Regions from separate parts of the Sus scrofa genome. Here region 2 is linked to region 1. The links are chromatin contacts, called in public Hi-C maps. All regions are on one chromosome and are shown on one strand. The core of a region is the stretch at or near the end of the contact, and the rest is flanking DNA. Distances in the headings are between cores, read along the strand shown.

Evidence for each region. Hi-C and Micro-C count contacts between places; a contact is called where the count stands out from the background.
Region 2: a contact with region 1 is called in a Hi-C map of brain, with 13 times the contacts expected there. The contact joins the enhancer-like site here to the promoter of SOX2 in region 1. A contact is called at or near these places in 1 of 5 promoter capture datasets (liver), 19 of 47 Hi-C or Micro-C datasets (adipocytes, brain, embryonic fibroblasts and 12 more) and 1 of 2 datasets of contacts at active chromatin or transcription factors (skeletal muscle).

Annotation. Positions count from the first base shown.
Region 1 is chr13:119,666,178-119,671,959 of Sscrofa11.1, forward strand. SOX2 (SRY-box 2) reads left to right here and starts at 2,299. Exons shown (of 1, transcript NM_001123197.1): 1 at 2,299-3,258. The coding sequence starts at 2,299. The coding sequence ends at 3,258.
Region 2 is chr13:120,145,740-120,151,483 of Sscrofa11.1, forward strand. No RefSeq gene overlaps it. Among named protein-coding and RNA genes, the nearest start is that of SOX2, 480 kb to the left of the region's middle. Within about 2 kb of position 1,757, at least 12 of the 83 cell types and tissues checked have an H3K27ac peak or open chromatin away from gene starts, as enhancers often do. A contact at or near this core is called in brain, where this site is marked.

The DNA of each region.
Region 1 (5,782 bases), core at 1,049-3,548:
GCAAGATTCTTTTTCACAACTTTTCTGGGTTTCCAGTGAGCATACCTATCGAGTTTGACAAGAACTGAAACGCCTGTGAGGTCAGGGAATGGAAAAGTTGGGAGGGAGTGGGGAGGATGGTTATGGGAAGGTTAGTAAGGAACAAAACAATGCACAGTTTGTAAAGATAATAAATGGAACGTGGCCTACGGATACTATTCAGTACATTTTCTTAGGGTGAGTAAGGGTAGATCAGGGGAGGAGGGGGGCGGAGAAGAGGGTTACAGAAGAAAGAAAATAAGTAACCCTGATGGTTTAAGCCCTTTATAAAAAAATAAATAGCATCAGGTTTTTTTTTTTTCTCCCCCCCCAGCCCCCGGCTTTGTAGTCAAGTGCATTTTAGCCACAAAGATCCCAACAAGAGAGTGGAAGGAAACTTAGACGGGGCTTTGTTTGACTCCATGTAGCGACAACAAGAGAAACAAAACTACCTATTTGTAACGGACATGCTGCCATTGCTCCGCGCATTGAGCGCCTACCTATTGAAATCTTTACATCGGGACAATGGGAAAGCGGCTAAAATTACCCTCATGGGTCCTGGGAGGGCAAGATTCCTGAGCCCCTACTCCCGCCCCCATCCCTTCCTCCTCCAGCCCGAGCCTTGAGGGGGCTTCCCCCCTTCCCCAGTCCTGGTCGCCTTCCTCCAGCCAGCCCGGCCTGCACCTGTGCCTGAAGAACACTCCCAAGCCTGGAGCCCCCTCCGAGCGCAGCCCCAGCCCCTGGCGGCAGGGGCAATGCGGCCGTGGCCGTAGCCGTGGAACTCAGTGGGGGGAATGCCAGGGCTGATTCTGGGGAACTCTGCGTGGGAGGTAGTTTGTAAGCTCAAAAGCCACCTCCAAGCTGTGCCCTGGGATGCCAGGAAGTTATTACCCTCCCCCTAGTCTTCTGAGCGTCCTTCTGTTGCTCTTTCTTCCCTCAGCCCCCTTTGGAAACCGGCACCACTGAGATCCCTCCTTTAGGAAGGCTCAGCAGAATGGGGAGAGAGAACGAGCATCCCCTTTGCACTGACAGAGTGGAAAAAGATGGGTAGGAGATGTGGCTGGGGTGAAGGCAAACCTCCCGGTTTCCTGCCCGGAGGGCTGAACTGGGCAGGAAAGAGCAGGGATTCGGCTGCTCACCCAGGCCCGGCCTGGCCTCAGCTCCAGTCCGAGCAGGATTTAGTTTTAAAACAGAGCAAATTACGTGGAAGCAAGGAGGATTTTGAGGACAGAGCTTTCAGTCTCTTAACTTCTCGTCGGGACAGTGTGACAAGGGGGTGAGCGAATGTCGACACCCTTGGAAGAAGAGGGGCAACCGGAAGAGCTAGGTTAGGGAGAAGAGCTGGAGCGGCTGGAGTTGGGGGGAAGTGTGCGGAGGAGTGGGAGAACAATGACACACCATCTCCAGCTCAGCCGGTTTCCTGAAATACTAGTAGGACAGTCGCCCAGAGCCACCCTCTCTGCCCTGCCCCACCCCCACCCCAGCTTCTCGTGCCCCTGCCTCATTTCAGCAGCTCGCACCAAAAAGTAAATCAAGATTAAACTTAAAGAAGAAAAAAATCATACTCTTAGTGCTGTTTACCCACTTCCTTCGAAAAGGCGTGTGGTGTGACCTGTTGCTGTGAGGGGGGATACAAAGGTTTCTCAGTGGCTGGCAGGCTGGCTGTGGGAGCCGCCTCCCCCTCCCTCTTCGCCGCGCCTCCCCTCGCCTCCCCCGCGCGGCCCGCGGCGCGGCAGGCCCCGCCCCCTTTCATGCAAAACCCGGCCGCGAGGCTGGGCTCGAGTGGAGGAGCCGCCGCGCGCTGATTGGTCGCTGGAAACCCATTTATTCCCTGACAGCCCCCGTCACATGGATGGTTGTCTATTAACTTGTTCAAAAAAGTATCAGGAGTTGTCAAGGCAGAGAAGAGAGTGTTTGCAAAAGGGGGAAAGTAGTTTGCTGCCTCTTTAAGACTAGGACTGAGAGAAAGAAGAGAGAGAGAAAGAAAGGGAGAGAAGTTTGAGCCCCAGGCTTAAGCCTTTCCAAAAAATAATAATAACAATCATCGGCGGCGGCAGGATCGGCCAGAAGAGGAGGGAAGCGCTTTTTTGATCCCGATTCCAGTTTGCCTTTCTTTTCTTCCCCCAAATTATTCTTCGTCTGATTTTCCTCGCGGAGCTCTGCGCTCCCGACACCCCCGCCCGCCTCTCCTCCTCTCCCCCCGCCCGCGGGCCCCCCAAAGTCCCGGCCGGGCAGAGGGTCGGCTGCTGCCGGCGGGCCGGGCCCGCGCACAGCGCCCGCATGTACAACATGATGGAGACGGAGCTGAAGCCGCCCGGCCCGCAGCAAACTTCAGGGGGCGGCGGCGGCGGTGGCAACTCTACTGCTGCGGCGGCGGGCGGCAACCAGAAGAACAGCCCAGACCGAGTTAAGCGGCCCATGAACGCTTTCATGGTGTGGTCCCGAGGGCAGCGGCGCAAGATGGCCCAAGAGAACCCCAAGATGCACAACTCGGAGATCAGCAAACGGCTGGGCGCCGAGTGGAAACTTTTGTCGGAGACGGAGAAGCGGCCGTTCATCGACGAGGCCAAGCGGCTGCGAGCGCTGCACATGAAGGAGCACCCGGATTATAAATACCGGCCCCGGCGGAAAACCAAGACGCTCATGAAGAAGGATAAGTACACACTGCCCGGAGGGCTGCTGGCCCCGGGAGGCAACAGCATGGCGAGCGGGGTCGGGGTGGGCGCCGGCCTCGGCGCGGGCGTGAACCAGCGCATGGACAGCTACGCGCACATGAATGGCTGGAGCAACGGCAGCTACAGCATGATGCAGGACCAGCTGGGCTATCCGCAGCACCCGGGCCTCAATGCGCACAGCGCGGCTCAGATGCAGCCCATGCACCGCTACGACGTGAGCGCCCTGCAGTACAACTCCATGACCAGCTCGCAGACCTACATGAACGGCTCGCCCACCTACAGCATGTCCTACTCGCAGCAGGGCACCCCTGGCATGGCGCTCGGTTCCATGGGCTCAGTGGTCAAGTCCGAGGCGAGCTCCAGCCCCCCCGTGGTTACCTCTTCTTCCCACTCCAGGGCGCCCTGCCAGGCCGGGGACCTACGGGACATGATCAGCATGTACCTCCCCGGCGCTGAGGTGCCAGAGCCCGCCGCCCCCAGCAGACTTCACATGTCCCAGCACTACCAGAGCGGCCCGGTGCCCGGCACGGCCATCAACGGTACACTGCCTCTCTCTCACATGTGAGGGCCGGACAGTGAACTGGAGGGGGCGGGGGGAGAAAATTTTCAAAGAAAAAGAGGGAAATGGGAGGAGAGTAAGAAACAGTATGGAGAAAAACCCGGTACGCTTAAAAAAAAAAAAAATCATCACCCACAAAAAAAAATGACATCTGCAAAAGAGAACACCAATCCCATCCACACTCAAAAAACCGCGATGCCGGCAAGAAAACTTATGAGAGATCTTGGACTTCTTTTGGGGGGACTATTTTTGTACAGAGAAAACCAGGGGGTGGGGAGGGTGGGGAGGGCGAGGGAATGGACCTTGTATAGATCTGGAGGAAAGAAAACTACGCAAAACTTTTTAAAAGTTCTAGTGATACGGTAGGAGCTTTGCAGAAAGTTTGCAAAAGTCTTTACCAATAATATTTAGAGCTAGTCTCCAAGCGACGAAAAAAAAATGTTTTAATATTTGCAAGCAACTTTTGTACAGTATTTATCGAGATAAACATGGCAATCAAAATGTCCATTGTTTATAAGCTGAGAATTTGCCAATATTTTTCAAGGAGAGGCTTCTTGCTGAATTTTGATTCTGCAGCTGAAATTTAGGCCAGTTGCAAATGTGCAAAGAAGAAAATTATTCAGATTTGGACATTTTAATTGTTTAAAAATTGTACAAAAGGAAAAAACTAGAATAAGTACGGGCAAAACCATCTCCATGGTATTCTTTAAAGGGGCAAAAGTTTTAGATTGTACTAAATTTTTTAAACTTACTGTTAAAAGCAAAAATGGCCATGAGCAGGTTGACATCGTTGGTAATTTATAATAGCTTTTGTTTCCCAACTTTACATTTTGTTCAGATAAAAAGCAACATGAAATTACTGTGTTTGAAATATTTTCTTATGGTTTGTAATATTTCTGTAAATTTATTGTGATATTTTAAGGTTTTCCCCCTTTTATTTTCCGTAGTTGTATTTTAAAGATTCGGCTCTGTATTATTGAATCAGTCTGCCGAGAATCCATGTATATATTTGAACTAATACCATCCTTATAACAGGTACATTTTCAACTTAAGTTTTTACTCCATTATGCACAGTTTGAGATAAATAAATTTTTGAAATATGGACACTGAAATTATGCTTGAGTCTTTCATTTACTTGGATAACACTGTGTTTATACTCAACTCCTCGGGGAATATACTGTGCGCAGCCAAGAAAGCAAAGTACCTAAAACCTTGGTATTCTAGCCCAGTAGCATGTTTCAATGTGAAATGCAACAAATAAATGGCTAGATGATTAATTGAATAAGTACTCTTGAAAAATGGAAATGCTTATGTCATTTCCAAAATAGAAACGAGGGACATATATTGTAAATCCACCCCCTCCTTTTCTAAGCAGCATGAATAAGCATGATGGGGACTTAAACTGATTTATGCCACTTGTTGCCAGAAAGGAGTCAATTCTAAAAATTTTCATGTAGCTTAGCAGATGGGGTATTGAGCCAAATCAGAACCAGGTTGGCTGGTTTTGTTTTCATTTTCTTCACAGCACAATGGCCCTTTGGAACGTGGTTATAAGGGAAAATGATGCTTCTTGTATCGGAATAATTGCAAACTAGACTAGCAAAGTGCTCATCTGCTGGGTGGTTGTTTGGATTACTCTGGCCCTGCTATTGTCTGAGAAGAAATAAGTGGTTTGCTTTCTTTGTTCCTTGACTTCATAAACTTTCTCTTACATTTTTCTGTTTAGGGGCGAGGGAAATCAAAGAGCGTCTTGCAAATCTCCCTGACTTATCACGGCTATTATTACTATTATTATTATTTATTTTCTTTTTTCCTCTCTCTCCACGAATTCCATTTCTTAAATTGGCAGCGCGGTTCCAAGCCTGTAGCCCCAAATCGGATAATCTCTGCAGCTGATAACAAGCAAAAGAGAAGCCAGGCAACAGCCATAGTAAAGAAGAAAACAATCAACTCTGAGGTAGATATTTTACTTTGTCCGGTCTAATCACATTTGAAGATGATTGTGCTTTTGATCTGTTAACCATGTTTTACTACAGTGGTGGAGAAGTAGGGGGAGGAGGAAAGGGGTGGGGAAACAAGGTTGGATTTGTTTTCTTTTGCCCTAGGAAAGGTAAAGAAAGACTATAGTTGTCCTCAGTGGGAGCGGAAAAGTTGAGGAATCGACATGGTCTTTGAATTAGCGGTGTTTCTGTATCGCAACCGACGCGCACGCTTTGGCGCAGGCAGAGAATCTGTAAAACCGATTCTGAGACTTTTCTTTTTATTCGCTGCTTACCTCGCTCTTCTTCCCCCACCAACGGGGACCAGGAACCTAAAATCCGGCATTAAGAGCGTAGGTTTCCTTCCTACAATTTCAAGGGCTTGTTGTGTGAACTTGCTACAACTTTGGAGAAGTTGGAATCCAGCTGCACTTTCCACCTCTGAGTAAAGCACCGGCTGCAGCCACTAAGTTAGCTCATCCCGTTGGTTTGCATCTTCTCGTTTCCAAGAAATTATTTCTTTCTTGTGGTGTTGTTAATGTTAGTTTTGG
Region 2 (5,744 bases), core at 507-3,006, 480 kb after region 1:
GAGTGTGTGGAGAGGAATCCAAAAAAGTGTTAGTAGAAAAGCAGTAACTTTGTACACATTTTTAATCATTGCTAGAAAAGGGTAAAGAACTTTTTGTTAGCCTCATATAAGTTCAACAACAAGAGAGTAAAGGTTAAGAATCCTACTTTCAGCTCTACTTTCAGTGTGGAATTAGAAGTTCATTCTCCCGTCAATACACAGGGGATTTGCACACGAGAATGGGAGTTACATGAGCAAATCTTTCAGGGATCTGTGAGAAAATAAACTCTAACAAGAATATTTGGACTACATTTTACAATAGACTGATCATCAAAAAAGACATGAGTATGGAGATTTTAATATCTCAAGAGCCATCTACAAATATATGTCTATGTGTATAGATACATATATATTTGAAATCCACATGTAAAGATGTATGCATTAACTCTAGTCAGTAAAACTAACTTATTAAGTGCTCCAACCGTTTTTGTTATTGTGCTATTTTGAGGACACAATCACAACACACAAATTTTCATTTAAACAACTGAAATAACACTACAGGAAAACTCAAATGCACTTCATATGAATTTTTCTTTTACTTTCTTCTTTTCCTTTTTTTTTTTAGCAGCCTCAATCACAAGACACACATATTGTACATGCTCATTATAATTTTTCTCACTTGAGCCTTTTCAAACAATGGATGTAAGCATCTCTATTTTTCTTTAAAAAGACCCAAAAAGACAAATCTTCCATTTTCTTATGCAATAGCACTTTGGATTTTAGCATGAAGATTTTAGCATAAAATGTTCTTCACTGTGGGAAAAGGGGCACATTACAGTAAAATTAAGACAGGCAATTCTTATACTACCATATACATGATAATATTAAAACCTATAAGGACATGGGTGACAGGCTCAAATTTATTAGATGATTTCAGTTCTTCACTGAATCTGTTTGCTTATTCCTATAGCAACTTGTTGATAATAGGAAGTCTTTGTGAGAAACGGCATGAAAAACAATGAAAAGCATCAGATTTAATAAAGTATCTAAGGAAAGTCTTAAAATGACACCCACACTATGAAGGGAAAGCCAAATTTGCTTTTTCTGAGGGGAATTTGTGTTTGTCAGGAAGGGTTCCTGGAGGCTTTGTTTGGAGGCCTTGATGTGTGACCAGGGCGCCACAGGCCGCGCTTCACCCTTGCCCTCCTCTACCCCGCTCTGCCCACCCATACTGACACCGCAGGGGAAGGGTTTCAGAGCAGAAAGAATCAAAAGCTGAGGGACGGGAAAAAAAAGTGCTTTTCAGGGTCTGATGTGTGGGAATCAAATGAGAGGCCTAGCTCAAATCCGGTCGCCAGGCAACCAAAGTGATATGCTGAGGGAATATCATTAAAGTTGGAAAGTAAGCAGTCTCTCTGAATTAGTAAACCAACCACAGGATGGACGACGCACCCGAACTCTATCAGGGCTGGAGTGCTGTTTCTCCAAGGAGGACGAGTGGGGGCTTTGCTGAGTTAAAGGGGGAATGAAGAGGGAGAGGGAGAGAGAGAACGCAGCTGATTTGTAGAGTTTTTTCATAAAAAAAAGACAATGGCTGTCCAGACATGGAGTTGGTGGTGAAATATGGTAACTGCCACGGCTGCAGCTGGCTCTCTGACACAAGATTAATAAGTTGCCGTTTCCTAGCCGACCAGAACCTAGTGGGAACTATCCAGCATTTTATCTTGAATTGTGGGTAACAGCCTTACTGCAAGCTGGCCTAGTTTACTGCTCTGTTTTTTCCAGATCTCCCAAAGTGCAGCAAACATCTGTGACTCTAATGAGGTCATCATTGAGGGTGTCCAGAGAGCCAGGCCCTGAGAACTGACCTCACCTCTGCCTGAACATAAAGTACAAGTGCTGTGGGGAAGCAGGACAAATTAAATGGGGGAGCCGGCACTTGGCCGTAAGTTAAGCTCTTAAGAAACTTTTTGCCGTGATTAAAAAAGAGAGGGAGAAGGAGAAAGAGAGAGAGAGAGCGAGAGTGAAGACTGAGGTTCAGAAATGACAGTACAACAAAGCAGTAGCAAGCCCACAGAATTAGATTTAGGCCTCACTGATGAATATTATCACTGACGTGAACAAGCAAAGCTTATCTGGGCCTTCCTTCTTGAAAGGCTGAATAAAACTGAATTGCCAACTTATGCATTTTACCACATTTTGGTGGAAATGGCTCAGAGACCTACATGATTTAAAATGAAGCCTCAGTGAATTCAACCGCAAAGCATATATATGTGTTTCTGACAGCAAAATTGCAAACATTATACAACATGGCATATCATTTATAAGTAATTTGATTACAGACACAGAAAACAAATCAAACTTCTCCAGAGAGGTCACCCCACCCCCTTTGCCTCCAGCAGTTATTCCAACAGTCATGGTTTTTTATAAATAACATCACCAAACAAACATGCAAATACAACCCAAAACTGCATTCAAATCAGTGAAATTTAATTTTGTTTAGTCATCTAAGGCAAGAATATGTAAGAGATATCTCTACCTATTACTTCCTTTAAAAACTCCATTCTACAGGATGATAAATGCAAGTTTAAAAAGGAAGGAAAATTTTTAAGTTCAGAGAAAAAACATATTTTGAAAATTGTCCCTGTGATTTTATTTATAAGTACACTGGCCACATGTTGTTTATGTATTGTCCATTTCGGCCACATGCTCCCACAGAGAACACTCACAGCAGTGGTGAAATCTTTGATGCCTAAGGAAACAACTGTGTGAGTGAAGTCCAGAAGGAGGAAAAAAGAGATGGAGATAGTCTTCAAAACTCATTTAGAAACCTTAATTTATATGTATTAACCCATTCTGTATGCAGATATATTTTCCCCTGAGATAAAATCAATGAGATCCAGAATGCTACACCCTTTATGCCATTATGTTATATGAGTTTGAATTTTGAAAAGTGGGAATATTATGAGAGGATTAGATTTTCCAAGTTTATATTTTATTATTAGCATATTAATATTATTTTTTAGATCAGATCTAATGCAAGAGATACAAAAGACTAGTAATAGAGAAGCAACCACTTTCTCCAAAAGCCAATAAATGTTGCCCCAAACTCTCATTTGACAACATAGTGTGGGGGGCTCAGGAATGAGAGGGCAGTAGCAGATGGACCAGCCAGGTTTAGTATCAGCCGTTTCTGACACTAAACCTTTTCACTGTGATAGCAAGAGGGGAATCAGGGGGACCCTAATGTCCCCAATCCCCAATGTCCATCCCACAGATGATTATAAACACTGTGCAAGATGAAGGGTCTTAATGGTAATGATAGAGAAAAGTTATAGTACTACTTGATAAAGATGATTTCACCTCAGAAGAAAGGTAGCAACTCATTGCTCAAGGGCTTGAGCTAGAGTTTAATGGAGAGAGAGACTTACAAAATAAAACCACCTCTGCTTGCATGTGAACTGGGGAGAGAAGCTTTTGGGGAACTGAGATCTATTCCATCACACTCACTCTCAATTTTCAAGAAGGGCTTGGCTAATGCCCATTTCAAGGCCGAGTTTATTTTTTAAATGCAAATGAAGGAAGTGTTGCATTCAGCTTTGCAAACAGTTTTCAGAAATCCTGTTGGCCTACATTTAGCTGGGCAGCAGCACCGGGTACCAAGTGCAGGGGCTCAAACAATCAAGCAGTTGTTTGCCTCACTCCCATTCCTGAGGCAATCTGGTTCCAGCTGAACTCCTTGGGAACAGTCTGGGCTATGTACCCCTGGGGCATCTGCCCCAATTAGCACTGACCTTTGGGGAGCCTCCTTACTTGTCCTAGCTCACTCTTGGACTCTGGGTAAACCAGATTACTTTGGGAATCTCTATGCTTTCCACAGCCCCAAGAAGAATTGGACATCCAGGCTTTTTCACAGAAATTCAGTAGCCCCAGAGAGCCAAAACCAACATAGCCTCCTTCAGGTTTTCTGAACCAGAGAGGAGACATATGTGGTAGGACCTTTGCTGTACCTAAGGAATGACAGGAAAGAAGGCTCAGAGAGTGTTTGGCTAGGCTAAATTCTGATGTTCAAAACAAATATAGGCTGTAGAGTTTCAGAGAACTGGATTTGTCTCTTGGATCTTTTCTATCTAACTGAGTGACATTGCGCCCGTCACCAAAACCTACCAAACTTCCTCAAGTGGAAAATGGGGACAAAGATATCCTATCTATTCTATGATGTTTTCATAAAATCCAATGGTTTAACATATGTACTATATTTAATAAAATGCCTGGCTTATAAAAATATCCTTAGTAAATGGGACTTCAATGCAAAAACTAAAAGCCATCATGTTTAACCACCACACCACAATACCACTCCTGAGAAAGTCAGGAGCCACGTAATTCTTTAAATCCCTTTGTTTTCTGTGGTTCAAGATCAATTTGTGACCAGCCCGTCCTTTATGAGAAAGCAAACAATTTACAATTACGCTCTGTGCTACTCTTCACCCAACTCTTCTAGGCACTGTGGGGTGACAGAGGAATATATGATGTGATCTCCAACTTTGAGGATTTGACTGCAAGAATAGGACTGACAGAGCATGAACCAAGTCAAGAACAATTTAGGCAGGAAATTGCACAATCCAGAGTAGTGTGTGTGATGGAAATTGGAAGAAGGGAGGCATCATAGGCTGCCATGGTCAGGGGAAGCTTCATGGAAGCATTGGGCTTGGCCAATATTTACTGAGTGTCTACTCTGAGCCAAATCCTGAGAGATCCAGATAGGGGAGAGCCTTCCTCTATGGAGCTTAGAACCTAGACTGGAGAAACACTCAATAACATCCCATTTCAAAATGATGCAGTTAGTGCTAAGAATGGTTTTGGTGAGAAAAGTACTGTAAGAGTATGGGAGAAGAATAGCTTAAGGAGGTTTTGAAGGAGAAATTGGGCAAGTAGATCAGCATAAACCAAGAAAAGACAGTGGGAAACAATCAAGGTACTCTGTGTGTGTGTGTGTGTGTGTGAGAGAGAGAGAGAGAGAGAGGGAGAGAGAGAGATAGAGAGAGAGAGAGAGAGAGAGAGAGAGGAGCAGGTTCAGGAGATGAATAAGGTATAGAAGTGGAAGGAAAAATAGAACTTCTAAAATTAGATACAAAATTTAAAAAAGAAACTATTCTAAATTATCTCTACTTAAAAAAATAAATTGGCAGATGATGATCCTAAAAAGTTAGCATAACCCATAAGCAGCAGGTTATAAATTCCAGGGATTCTTGGATATGGCTTTTGTGGGTGACCTGACAGGACAAAGGTTAGCTATGAGTTTATCCGCATTTGGATACACTCCTATTTCCCATAGACAAACTTCACAGGCTGGTGGGATTGACCAGAGTGGGACTGGAACCAAGGGTGGCTTTGTGAGTTGGTTTTCTGATTAGGATCTCTTGGAAATTAATCAGGAAATCAGATATCTGGGACCAAGTTCCCACAGAGGAGAATTAACTCGCTAGGCATTGGGCCTGGGATGGGAGTAGAAGGACTGTGGAAATAGGGACACAGAAAGTATTTCTGGACTTGGCTGAGAGGAAAGGAACTAGAACTAAAGACAGCTTTGAGGCTTTCTGAAGACCTGTATATCCCAATCCAATTCTTAGAAGTCCTTCCTTCTTCTTTGTCTTGAGTCAACTGTCATCTCGGTCAATCCCTGCTGGCTTGGCTGTCTGCAATATATGCTAGGGCCAAAACAGGAAAGGTGTTAAGATTCTGAATCATACTTGACTGGGCCATTC